2 separate regions of the Gossypium hirsutum genome follow, and region 1 is linked to region 2. The links are chromatin contacts, called in public Hi-C maps. All regions are on one chromosome and are shown on one strand. The core of a region is the stretch at or near the end of the contact, and the rest is flanking DNA. Distances in the headings are between cores, read along the strand shown.

Region 1 (7,484 bases), core at 2,296-4,795, 160 kb after region 2:
AAATCAAAAGCTTCAAATTTGTTGTGTGATCATACTGAAAGATACTGAAGATTCTTAGAATGAAAAGTAACTCATATAATCAGAAGGGGAAGTATAACCTCTAATATAGAAATTACTTTTTTCTTTTACCGTTGCCAAATCAAGTTCTGATGATTCTCAAAGGCCTATGGCTACTCTTTCTGTCATTATACCTGTTTGGCTTCTTATTTGGTTTATGCTTGCTGATTTATTGTTGATTTGCTTCATAGAGCTCTTTTCTCTTAATGCAGTTATAAAGCATGGGGTTCTCTTTTAGGTCAACAGTTATCAGAAAGAGACATTATAGTGGCATGCATAGACTACAGGTAAAATTTGTCACTTCAAGGCAATGACATTTTGTTGTAGAGATGACACTATTTTACTGGATCGATAACCATTGTTCTTGATTAAGTTTCTCTGATTGACCTCCTTACCATATATTTTTTACAGTATAACTGTCGTTAGAAGCTGGCCCTTTGAGCATCTTAAGATTTGCGTATAGAAGCCTTCATGATCTGATTACTGCAAAATTTAACCTTTTCTTATCTTTTATCATCAGCTGGGCTCAGGTTTAGATTACGTTATTTACATTTTTTTTTCTTGGCTTGTTTAGTTTTGAAGCTCATATTGGGGAAATTATTTGCCTATTTAAGGCATGAATGATCTTTTAATACAATTTCATTATCTTACCTTCACTTGGTCTGACCTAAAACTTCTTCAAAATGTTTAACCTGTTTGTTTTTATCTCATTGGAGATATCTATGTGGTGACTTTCACTAATGGTTTTGTCATTTGAAATGTCTTTGATGCACTTTTACATATCTAAAAGGCTGCATTTTTTTTCATGATATTTTGTTTTCCATCTAAAATGACTATAATCTCCATTTTTTCTACAAAACTGGTAAGCTATATTTTGATAAATGGTTCTGAATGCAAAATTTAGCACTTCTCAATGAATATTTCTAGGGGTAATATGTAAATTCATATTGTTTGATTAGTTGCAACACAACCACTTCATGTGGTTTAAATCTTGATATTATTAGTCAGTCCATTAATATTAAGAGATCCTGTTGGTTACCGTCTTAAATTTATGCTTGTACTGTTCTTTTTCTAATAGTTGGAATCTGCTTGCAGAAATTTTCCACAGGGTACAATAAGTGACATGGTGGAGGATGCTTCTCAGGGCATCTCATTTATTTGCAATAATATTTCTGAATATGGAGGTGATCCCAACAGGTAGAGGATTAGTAATATTCCCTTTTTTTAATTTGTATCATACTAATTAATATTCTATTCATGGTTTGTCTTGCCAGGATTTATCTTATGGGGCAATCAGCTGGTGCACATATTGCTGCTTGCACACTTGTAAACCAGGCAATCAAAGAGACTGGCGAAGGCGACAGTGTTTCTTGGAGTGTGTCCCAGATAAAAGCTTACCTTGGTTTGTCTGGAGGGTAATTATTAAAAATTTTATAACCATGGAACTTAACCAGCATGGAACTCAAAAAATACTGTTATTTTCTTTGTTACCATGAATCTGGTCTTGAAACTTTTAACTTCATATTGAATATAACTTCACAATAATTATGGAATCAGTTCTGATTTCAAATTTGACTCAAAGATAAATCGTATTGATGTATTTTCCTCAATTCATGTGGCACTATTTTCTTCTGAAAGGTTATAATCAAAGCATTATAGTGTTTTATATCAGGGTGGATGATCTTTAATAGCTCTTATTATGGCTCATGTCTATCTTTTGGTTCCTTGCTAAATGCATTAAGTTTTTTACCTTCTCATTGCCCCTTCATTTAGTGCCATTAGCTATTTGGAATGAACATTTGTAATGTTATTATATACAAAACATGCAAGTAAATTTTGATGTAATAAAGCAATTTCCTTTTTGTGTATATTCATTGATACTCAATTATCATTAATGTTCCCCAACAGGTACAATCTTTTTAACCTCATAGAGCACTTTCATACTCGAGGTTTATACCGTTCGATCTTTTTAAGGTAAGTTGGTTTCAGGAAAATCTTGTTTAGATCCATTCTGTGTTTGTTTCCCTCAAATCGTCCCTGCATTTTCATACAGCATAATGGAAGGGGAAGATTCTTTGCATCAGTTCTCTCCTGAAGTTCTGGTGCAGGACTCAAACGTTAAGCCTGCTGTTTCTCTCCTTCCTCCTGTCATTCTTTTTCATGGCACTGCAGATTATTCTATTCCTGCGGATGCCAGGTTTAAATCTCGTCCTCTCAATTCATAATTCTAAATGTTTGTTCCTTTGTTGTTAATAATTATATGTGCATACATGGATAAGGCCCTTGATAATCATCATAGATTACAGCAATACTACTTTTCATTTTCTTCTTCTGCATCTAGATTGTTATGATGTTGCTATGTAGTGATTGTTGAATGACTAGGTCACAGCTGATTCAAATGCAGATTTCTTATAACAAGTTTTCCTTCTCCTTGCAGTCAAAATTTTGCTGATACGCTTCGAAGAGTTGGAGGGAAAGCAGAATCCATATTGTATGATGGAAAGACTCACACAGATTTGTTTCTTCAGGTAATGGAAGAAGTAACCATGCTTTGTGTTTTGTTTTATTTTGGGTGAATGTTGTATAAATATTCTGCCAACATACATGTAAAATAAATAATCAGGATCCCATGAGAGGCGGCAGAGATGAGATGTTTGAAGATGTTGTTGCCATCATACATGGTGAAGATGAAGCAGCCCTTGCAAAAGATGCCGTGGCGCCTCCAAGAAGACGCCTTGTACCTGAGTTCATGTTGAAATTGGCTCATGATGTCAGCCCTTTCTAGCCATTCATCATTTACTCTCAGATGCTATGAAAATGAATTGTAGCCATGACTATAACATTAATATAACAACAATGGAAGTAAGTTTGTAGATGATCTTTACCAGGCCTTTTACCCCCCTTCATTTAATCCTATTAGATATCTTTTAACATGGGTTTCGGAACAAGACAAGAAAATTAAATTTAAGTTCAGTAATGGATTGGATTGTTTCTTACTTACATAGAGCTGTGTTTGTTTAAAATATAAATTAGGGTTAATTACACCAATGTCCCCACACCGTGGTCTAGATTCTAAAATGCTCATCAAACTTAAAAACATTTTAATTAAATCCTCAAAATACAATAACATGTTTAAAAAACAGTCAAATTATATATATATAAGTCAAGCTAATATTTAATACTTAAATAGATAGTTAATTGATACAATATTAATATTTGAAGATACAATTAAAATATTTTGAATGAATTTAATACACTTTTAAAAATTTCATCTCTTTACATATTTTAATTTCACCGTATGTATGTTATTATAAACATATCTCTCTTCTAAAAAAAGAGTTGCATATTATTGTTTTCATATTTAGATCGATTGATATATCAATCTGAATCTATTAAAATTTTTAATAATTTATTTAGTTAAACCGGTGCAACTTCCACAATAGCATCCTAACTACGAAGAATGTTATCAGTGACGACAGAGATAGACAAAGACAAAAAACAGAAGTCAAAATAGCAAGTTAAAACCAGCCCACCAACAAAGAAAGATGACTGGGCCGCGCACTTTCCCTTACATTTTGATAATATAATATATTATACGCCACCTTTGACTGCCTAATTGCGTTGTCCCCCAGTCTCCCTTCTCTTTATTACTAGTCCAGAGAACCCACCAACTGAACTGTCATTCGAGATGGAGGAAACACAGCCCGTGCCACGAGTAGGTGTTGTGCTGTTCGTGTTGAAGGGGAAATCGGTCCTCCTGGGTCGCCGCCGCGCCTCAATCGGTGAATCCACCTTTGCTCTCCCCGGCGGCCACCTCGAGTTTGGTCCGTCTCTCTCTCTCTCTCAACTCACATCTCTACTTGTTTCGCTTTCATTAATTAAAAAAAAAGGGCAAAATAATTGTTGGCAGGTGAGAGCTTCGAAGAGTGCGGAGCCAGAGAGCTGATGGAGGAGACGGGCTTGGTAATGGGGAAAGCAGACTTCTTAACAGTGACCAATAAAGTCTTCCTGGACAAATCCAAACCCTGCCATTACGTCATCATCTTTCTCCGTGCAGTGCTGGCTGACCCTAATCAAGTTCCACAAAACCCGGAGCCAGACAAATGCGACGGCTGGGATTGGTATGACTGGGATAATCTGCCCCAACCTTTGTTTTCGACGCTTGACGAAATGGTACGAAGTGGCTTCAACCCCTTTCCCTCCACTTGACAGCCGCTGAATGAATACGTTTTCTATTCTTACATATTGCTTGCGTATAATTGATCCATGGGTTATTTTAATTTCATCATGATGTATTCAGTGACCAATGTTGTTTGTAATATGAATCTTAGATGGTGAACTTTTATGGTTTATATTATGTAGCTAAGAGATTTCAAGAGTGAAATTTGCATGGATTTTTTGTTCTTGTTATCTGGATTTTAAGATATATGCAAGGTAGTGGAGTTTTAATGTATTTAACAAATGCAAACTAGTAGCTTCCCTTTAATTAAGAAAAAGTAGATCTTCTTTCTGAAGGGAAAGGTGTACCGCTAGGTGGAATTGTAAGGAGTTTGATATTTTTAAGCAAGATTTCGGATTCAAATATGGTCGACGAAGAAAATAATACTGAGAGCGCTTTACTCTCTATTTAGTGGTCTGACTTGGCTTGACTCTGAATTTAGTCGAAACACAATATGACTATTGGATACCAGACAAAAGAAAGTAAAATTAAAAACCCCTCGTAAATTTCATGAATGCTGAGATGCTAAGTTGTTATTTTATATGGGCAGAATCAGCTACTTATGCTAATTCTCACTCTGCTCCTCCTGTAATGAAGCAAATGTCCTCGTTACCTTTGCTTCAGAAACTCATTTTCCCAGCCGTTGGAAATGTTTCGAGTCTTCATTTTTCTTAGAAGTATCTGTTTCCGATATAACCCTTCAAAGATCATTTCAATACATGATAAAACCTAAACAAAGAAATGAACATATTTTGTGGGGATACATACTCGGTACTTACACTTGAATCCAAGTATTCCACAAACCCTTACATTTTGATTGTTGTTGATTGCTGTTTGTTATGCTTCACCACTTAATATTGTGCTCTTCTCTTGCTGGTTTCTTTCTATTTTATTTGTTCATCTAATTGTTTCCATTTATGAATAAATAGACGCATGGATTGGAAAATTTTACTTACTGTTGCCCTTGGACTTGCTGTTCTGCACATTTCAGGGAGGACTAGCAGTCCCTTTTAACTTAACCAAGAGGAGTGAGCCATAGAAACATGCATTGCATATGCATACCAAAACTAAATTACTGCCCAACACCTAAAATCCTCATCGTTTGGCCCAATTTCCACCCCAAAGCTAAGCTACAATTTGGGTAAGGTGAAGTGTAATTCTACATATCTATGGCATCATCCATCAATGAGTGCATTGGAAGAACCAAATTACCACATGATTTGTTCTTCAACACAAAGCAATTAATCCTTCTACACTAACCAACCTTATTAGCTGAAATTTGCTTTCTATGTTGTGCTGTGCTGTGCCGTGCCGTGCCGTTACAGCTACTCATATGTTCCCTTGAAATATACATACATATATAATCATGAAAAAATACATATCTAAAACCCTAATGTTGATATCAGTTATTGTCTTGGGATTATTATAATACTATTGTCCCTAATTTACTAATATACATTTAATTACAAGCACAATCTCACACATATATCATCAATATATATGATCTAAAAGCTAGCAATTAAGGATTACCAAATATAATCAGAAGAAAGAAAAGAATAATAAAATAAAGTCCATATAGTAACCTGTTTTTATTTCTTTCTTTGATCTGAAATAATATATATGATCATCATTCATTCATCAATGATGCAATGGGTTCGGACCGGTTGGTACGAGGCGCTTTTTGATGCCGTAGCGCGGATCAACCTCGTTATCGGCCGGCTTGGATTGTTTCTTGGCATGATCTGGTGCTTGATCTTGATGCTTCTGAAACGGAGTGAAGTCAAATTTGGCAGCAGCAACAGCTTTTCTAGTGATGAAAGGATTACGATGAGAAGAAAGCAAGGAAAAGGTTGTGGGGTTGGGTTGTTTGCCACTGGTATTGGTATTGAAATTGAAGTAGAGAATGTTTTGGAATTCATGAAGCCATAACAAGAGAAGAGAGAGCCAAAGAATGGTGAAGATGAGCATGTGGGATACTTTCCAAGCCATGCATGGAGAATTTTGAGGTAGCACAAGGGACTGAAGGGGAAGCATGCATGGAGCAAAAAGTAAGGAAAACCCCAAGGAAGAGATTTTAATTGTATATGTATCAGCCAAAATATAGTGAATGGGAATGGGAAGTGGAAGCTGGAGGAAATGAAGGTTGAAAAACTGTGGATTTGGTCTTTGAATTCTAATTTATTGGACAAGATACAAGGGAGATTGGAGAGGGAGGGGGAAACACCCTTTCCCAATGAAAGTTTTCTTAGAAATCAAGGGAAAAAAAGGGTCATTAATTAATTATTAGTAAAAGATTGTCAAACCTTGAATGATATCAAGTTTGATAATGGTTATTATTACAAGATCTTTGAGGCAAAGGAGTTAATAATGAAATATATTTATTTATTATTAAAGAGTGCAAGATGGTGTAGTGGTAAAATATATTGTATTATTAGCAGATAATTTAGGTTTGAATCTTAAAATAAAGTTGCTGAAATCGAATTAGATTGGTTGAATCACGAATATGTACAAATCATTTTGAATAAGGATAAAAAAATTGATTGAGCTAACGGTTGAATTAGATTTTATAAAATTTAATATGTTTTTTTTTTAATTTTTATGAATTTTAATAATTTATTTAATTAAAACCGAACTAATCAATTGATTTAAGAATTAATGATTTAATTGATTTGACTGTTAATCTAAGTTTAAAAATATTATTTAGAGATAATATTGTTGAAAGTTAAGAGTGAAAATCATGAAATAATTAAAAAGGATGTTTTTATATTAATTTCCATCAAGAGTAGAATGGTATATTGAATTATAAGATATATTTATTGATTTGTTTTGAAATTCATGATGGATGGTGATGCTGTTTTTGAGTGAATAGCAACTAATGAAAAGGATGGGGATTGTGCAATCCACATTTTCTACGGACAAAGCAATGTATTAAACAGTTTCAGCAACGAATACCAAAAAAGACATAGAAATACATGAAAAGTACTTTCCATAAGTTCTCTTTTGTAATAATAATTAATTGGCTTATTTAAACAAATTGCTTTTCTTCTTACATTCATTTGATTTTGAGTTAATTGATATAATAAATTCATCCTTAAACTTCAAATAATTTTAATTACATTCTTAAACTATTGATTATCATCAATTAGATTTAATTTATAAACGATACTTCAGATCTTATGTAATCTAATTTAAAATGAAAAATTTAGGA
Region 2 (6,825 bases), core at 2,519-5,018:
GTTTCTGCTTGTCATTTTTTGTTTCGTCATTCTTAGAGATTTCCATATCTGATCAATTTTATCTTTGTTCCCCAAGCCTGCATACAGCATGACAAGAAAGTCGTACGTTATCCATTCTCTTTGTGTGATGCCTTTCTCTATTTCGATAGGAGAGATCGAATTGGCACTTGTAAGACGGCTGGCAGTTACATAAATATTTACAAGGTTGATATACCTCTGCCAATCATCATTGCAACCAGAGTCGCATCTCATTTCATTCAGAATCCTTTTAACTTGATCAATGTTTAGAGCTGCAGCACACGAACTTATCCAAAGATTGTAAGTAAAGATATCCGGTTCAACTTTCTGTCTCTTCAGTTCTTCAACAATGGAAGAAACCTTCTCGACCTGCCCAACTGACATGTACAGAGTCATAATCTCGTTGTAGAGAAGGGCAGAGAACGAGAGGTTTGACCCCTTTATCCTCTCATAAAGTTCTTCGGCCTTTTCAGTCAATTTTGCGGCAGCATAAGAGTGGAGAAGAGCAGTGTAAGTTTCACTTGTCTTTGCAGTCAGAGGTAAATCTTCGAAATAGCGTTCAGCAGCATCAATACCAAAAACTTTTGTCATCAAGTCAATGCGAACAGCATAGTCAGTGTCTGATAACTTGTATTCTTCATGACTAACCATCCATTCTGATATCTGCAAGCTTGAATAGGTAAGGTAAAGAAAATTGACAATCAATTCTAACTGGGAAATCAAAAGCCACACGAACTATAAGGCACAAACATTTCCACACAGATGCGAGATGAAGCTTTGATGGTCAGATTATGTTTTTGGCCTAACACTATACTCAACTTGGAGATTGAAGTATTGTACTTTAATTTGGCATAACTTGACCCTGCCACTGTTACTATCATTAATGTTGTCTTGATGCAAATCGCTATCACCGTTAAAAATAATTTATTAGTCTGCTAAGGTGAAATTATTTTTAAAGAAACAAAGAGTCGAAGTCATGAGATTGAGCTAGAAAATTCATTTTATAACAAATTAATGAAAAATAACTATTTTGGTTACCAAAATTTCATCTTTTAAATGATGTAAGAAATTTAATTGTCAGGTTTTTAAATAAATTACATCAGCTGACTTATGAGAAACGGTGTCAATGATTTGGACTAAGGCATACTATTAATAATAGTAAGAGAACAAAATTATTTCAAATTACAGTACACGGATTAGCCATCTCACTAGTGCAGTGGTTAAGGTGTTAGGTGTTGGAACCTACATCCAAGGATTGAGCCCTGAGACACACCCTCTTCAATGTATCCAAATAAAAGTATAGTACAGGGAATAAAACCTGTAATTTGACCAACTTTGTTTCTGATATTAGAAAGGGGAAAAGAAAAAGAGACTAACCTAATGTTGCAAGGTGCAACTCACAAAGGACTACTATTATAACAGAAAGAAAAAAGGATTTGGGACTTTCCTACACCCATAACATCAGACTTTTATATCTCACACTCGAGAAAAGAAAATTATTCTTGGTATCGATAAAAATTCTCATCAAAACCAACTTTCACAACATGCCCTCTTATAACTGAAACAAAGAACAGGTGAAATAATAAAGTGACTGTGAGACACTATAATAGTAATCAAATTACACCTATAAAAACCGCAAGCGAGAAGAAAGTTATCATATTTCAATGAATCAGAGGAAGTGAATGAACTCTAAAGTGAAAGAGGTAAATAGTGCACTTCTACAAGCAAGCCTTAGTAGAGATTTAAATCTACTACAAAAGACGAGACATGTATGATAGTAGTTAACATTACAAGATCACTGTTGCTATACAGCTAAACATCCAAGTAGGGGTGTAATTGGATTGAATCAAACTGAACTCAAATAATGGTAAGCTCAAGCTCGAGCTTGACTCAAAATTCAAGGCTCGATGCTTGGCTTGAGCTCGATCAAACATATATTTCTAAGCTTGAGCTTGGCTCAAGAATTAATAGAGCTACTAGAGTTTGAGCTCAACTAAACTCATTTATCAATTTTCATACTCAAGATTGAAATCAAAGATCGATTAAGCCAGTTCATATGAGCTTGTACTTCAGCTCTTTCTATATAATAAGGGTAAAAATGTAATTTCATAATGTAAAAATATATTAAAATGAAAAGCTTGATTAGGCTCATGAGCCGTTCAGATTGAGCATTAAGGTGCTTAAATTTGGCTTGATCAATAACTCAAGCTACTAAAGCTTGAACTCAACTTGATAATTACTGAATCAAATTCAAGTTTTTTCTAGTCAAACTTGAATAGTTTGATAATACCACTGTCTCATTTACACCCTACATCCAAGCTAATCAAATGGCAAACCCTGATGTGCTGCAAAAATCTTCTGTAGACAAAAGATTGACCTAACATACATACTAAGATATTCTCTATTTGTTGAGAAATACACACACACACACACACACACACACACACACACACACACACATTATCTCTTTAATTATTTGTTTAACATTAGTAACAAATCAGACCATTCCCCTAAGCAATGGATTACTATCAGACATGTCAATTGGGCAAGTCAAGTTGATTTTGAATCAAGTCAATTTAAATTGAGTCAATTCAAGTTTTTTAAATTTTTTGCGTAATATTGGTTCAGGTAAACCTTGGGTTAAGGTCCATTGGATCAAGGAGGCCAAGGTTTTTAGGCTGGGTTATTATAGGTTTGAGTCATTTTGAGTTTCGGTTCATTCAGGTTCGCGCCAGTTTTGGAATCAGATCCTTTCAGGTTTGGGTTGTATACTTCTTATGATCAAATTAAGTTGGGTTGAGTTTGATTCCAAGTTGATTGATTAGGATTCGGGTCAAGTTAACAAGTCTAATTGCTATGACTCCAATTTACCCAATCAAGGTTAATCAAATCCAAGGATTCAAGCATTATTTTTCTGAAGCCGCAAAAGTGATGGAAAGTTTCGTCAAGGATTATTAAACTAAGCAAGCATTTCTAAATTCTTTAGGCAAATCAAACCAACCCAAGAACACCCAAATCTTAATTTCATTCTAATTGACTTCAATTACTGAGTAAAAATATACCTCGAGAGCATGCTTGAAACGCTGAGATTTTCTAAGGTCTTTAGAAATTTGGCGGAGGTCAGAGATGGAAACCCGGTTGCCCTCACCCACCCATTTCTCTATAACGGTGGTGGCGCTCCGTTTCGGAAGGCGCAACTGGAAAATGCGGCTTCTCAGATCATCGGTTTCCGAATTTTTTATATAATCGTCCGTGTATTCGGTGCTGACGGAGCCCGAGGACAACGGCCTCGACATGCACCGTTGGCTGCTTCTCCTGCACACACACACATATGTATTTTACAGTTTGGGAAAATTGATGTTTGATAAAAGAAAAGATTTTAACTTAACAACAACTAATAAGAATTGTATTTGATCCAGTTTAATAAAATTATGTTTTTTTTTAAAATAAATTCTTTGAAATGGAAATTTATGAGAATGAAGATAGTTACCGTCTGAGACTAAGAAAGAGAGAACGCGACGCCATGGAAATTGATAAAGAGCTCTTTTAGCTTAAGCTTCTTTTCCCCACTTGTTCCTTTTGGGAATTCTCCAGGATTACAGCAGGGGGTGTTTAGTTAATAAACATGTCCATATGGGTCGGGTCGGATAAGTAAGCGGCCTTAAACGGGTCACTGACTAGCTTGCACTGGTCAGACAGCTGAATTTTTTTAACATACCTTTGTGTGTATATGTACACATTATCAACTTCAAAATTGAGCTCAATTTTAACATGAGAATCAGAAAAAACAATCAAAACCAAAATTCATAAGAAAAACATATTTCAATTTTTTATTGAATCTTATTATAAATTTTTTCAAAAAGAATTTTAATGGTCTACCCAAAATTTAGATTTTTTTTTGGCAATTTTCATTTAGATTGATTTAGCATTATTTTTAAGAAACATTTTTAAGGATAAAAAACACTTTTGACATAAAAACATTGTTAAACAAGATGCTTTTGAGCTCAAAAACACTTTTGACAAGTAATGTTAAATTAAACTTTTATATTCTTCTTCATCCATTATTAAATTTAGCCAAGAAATTGAAAAACCAAAAAAGCATAGAAAACTCCATTCCAATTTATTACACGCTTTTTCAAGATCCAACTTAATGACCATATCACAATTTTTCCCTTTCATCTTTTTGAGCAAGTGCATAATCTTTTAGACAATAGTGACATTATTCCAGGAGTGCCTTCCAGGAACAAAACTACCCTGAAATGGAGACATTATCCTGTATAAAAAGGGCCTTAGTCTCATAACCATGACTTATGTGATAATCTTGTAGATCGTATTACCTAGACTAATCAGGCGGAATTGTGAAAAAGAGGTTGCCTCTCTGGATTTGGAAATAAGAGCGACCAATGTCTCATTAAAGGTAGTGGGAACAACGACATTTAGGAAAGTCATAGAAATCTTAGAAACCGTCGAGATGATTTTCTACTTCACTTCAGACCAATGGTGTTGATAGAAAATGGGTGTAGACCATTTGGACATGGGGCTTTAAAAGGTTTAAGGAACCAAGTTGCAATTCTATATCCACAAAGGAGATTTCGAATAAAAGAAATTGAATTTTTGAGTTTGGAAAACGAGGCAAGTTAAGATTGACTGTTGGCGTTTTATCAACAACAAAAGAAGAAAACGATACACGGAGGCAAGATGCAAGAAATATTTTCCTTGCTCACAAAGGTCCGACAAGCAATGAAACGAATAAATTGTAATAAAATCGTGGGGCTTTTTGATGTTAATGGAAAGTGGATAACTAAAAGAAGAGCTATATAGAACTTAGTGCAAGATCATTTCATCAAGCTTTTCACTACTTCCAAGGAATCATCTACACTTGTTTCCTCATGTGTTGATATTGAAAATTGGCCAACTATGCTGCTGTGATAATTTTTTTTGTTGAAGAGCATGCAGCTTGTAAATATGCTACAGCACGTATGCTTGTTGTAACAACAAGGTTTCATTGATTTTCATATTAATACGAAGGGAATTTTGGTTTGCATGTTAGAATTTATAAAATAAATCTACAATATAACTTAATAAACTAGGATCTGTCATGTCAAATTATTAAGAATAAATTAAGAACAAAACTAGATGCAGAAGGGTACCTGAATCCATGGATTCTTTGAAACTTTCTGGAACTTGGGGATTTGATCTTCTAAATTAGTACATAAGAAATTCAGAGAATATTTGCTCTCTCTTTCTTAATGATGGGATATTAGAAAAGATATCTTGTGTATAATTTGGGGACCATAACCCTAATATTTATAACGTTAGCATATTAGTTCTGATTAGAGCTGATCATGGGTTGGGTGGCCCGGCCCGGTCCGAAGGCCCGCCTGAAAAATGGGAGGGTTTGGGTAAAAATATAGGCCCGAAAAATGGGCTTGGGCAAAAAAACGAGGCCCGTTTAGAGCCTAGGGTAAGAGTTTTTTGGCCCGGGCCCGGCCTGAATTATATATTAATATATATTTTTATTTTATTTTTAATTATTTTAAATTTTTAATATAACCATTTTTTATTATATTATTAATTTGTGTATTGTTTTAAGAATTGTTTTAGCATTATTTTTATTTGTTTTAATATTTGTTTTTATGTTTTTAAATATATTTGATTTATTATATTTTTAAATTTTTTATTTAATGAAATAAAAAAATTTAATATGGGCCGGGCCGGGTCGGGCTTAGTAATTTTATTTCGGGTCGGGCTTGGGCAAAATTTTAGGCCCATATTTCGGGCTGGGCTGGGCCCGGGCCTAGTAGACAGGCCTAAAAATTTGTATGGGCCCGGCCCGAACCCGACTCGGCCCGGCCCATGATCACCTCTAGTTCTGATCAAATTCTAATTAGCCCATCATTAATTAGAATTTGATTAGAAGAGTATCTACAGATATTTGACCCATACTTTATTTAATAATTAAAAGCGTAATTAAATTCTAACTAAATTAGATCACTTTTAATTTGGGCTAAAATTAGATCACTTTTAATTTGGGCTAACCTATCATGATAGTAAATAATAACATGTAATTATCCTTATTATATATGCGATGTCCAAATTTTCCAACAATCACCCACTTGAACCACATATATATACTAATTACTTTATAATTACATGTCATTATATAACCTTATGAGCTCAAAATTTTACTATCATATCCAAAAGGCATTCCGTACAATCTCGTCCATTAGTTATGTTAACATAGAACCAAGGCGACTTTCGTTACATATATCGTAACTAAATCCATCCATGATCACGTATATTAACACAACCAAATGACATAGATCAAGTATGGATGTATAGCATGGAAATTACATGCAATATGATCTAAACATGTCTATTTCCAACTGGTCCTCCTTAGTGAGATCAAACCTTACCAAAATCAGAGTGTGAATAAACCAAATAAACTTTATTTCTGCAGAAAATAAACTTATTATCTTTAAACTAAAATAACTGAAAATGTGTCTATAACATAAAAGCATTTAAAAATACAAACTCCCACTAAATCCAAATATCCTTTAAATGACATTACACCCATATGAGCAATGTGCTCCTATAAAACCTTAGGTGTAGTTCCTTAGTAAGCGGATCCGCAATCATGGAGTTTGTCCTAATATGCTTTGTAAGTACCTAACCACTCTGAACTTTTACTTTAACAACTAGGAATTTAAAGTCTATGTGTTTTGACTTTAATGTGCTCCTATTGCCATTGGAATAAAAGACTGCAATTTGTTTTCACAATTTGCACCTTAGTGACAAAATCTTGTA

The links. Hi-C and Micro-C count contacts between places; a contact is called where the count stands out from the background.
Region 1: a Hi-C map of leaf shows a contact between it and region 2, with 3 times the contacts expected there. The contact joins the promoter of LOC107901162 here to the promoter of LOC107930770 in region 2. A contact is called at or near these places in 16 of 34 Hi-C or Micro-C datasets (anther, callus, fibers and 4 more).

Annotation. Positions count from the first base shown.
Region 1 is chrA13:17,035,705-17,043,188 of Gossypium_hirsutum_v2.1, forward strand. It overlaps LOC107901162 (nudix hydrolase 1), which reads left to right and starts at 3,546. Exons shown (of 2, transcript XM_016827059.2): 1 at 3,546-3,881; 2 at 3,968-4,409. The coding sequence starts at 3,746. The coding sequence ends at 4,266. LOC107930773 (probable isoprenylcysteine alpha-carbonyl methylesterase ICMEL1) reads left to right here. Exons shown (of 10, transcript XM_041084994.1): 5 at 270-344; 6 at 1,153-1,254; 7 at 1,332-1,472; 8 at 1,966-2,031; 9 at 2,495-2,585; 10 at 2,681-3,057. The coding sequence ends at 2,842. It overlaps LOC107959848 (CLAVATA3/ESR (CLE)-related protein 13), which reads right to left and starts at 6,265. Exons shown (of 1, transcript XM_016896012.1): 1 at 5,915-6,265. The coding sequence starts at 6,265. The coding sequence ends at 5,915.
Region 2 is chrA13:16,875,736-16,882,560 of Gossypium_hirsutum_v2.1, forward strand. It overlaps LOC107930770 (pentatricopeptide repeat-containing protein At5g09450, mitochondrial), which reads right to left and starts at 3,769. Exons shown (of 3, transcript XM_016862487.2): 1 at 3,509-3,769; 2 at 3,081-3,333; 3 at 1-681. The coding sequence starts at 3,543.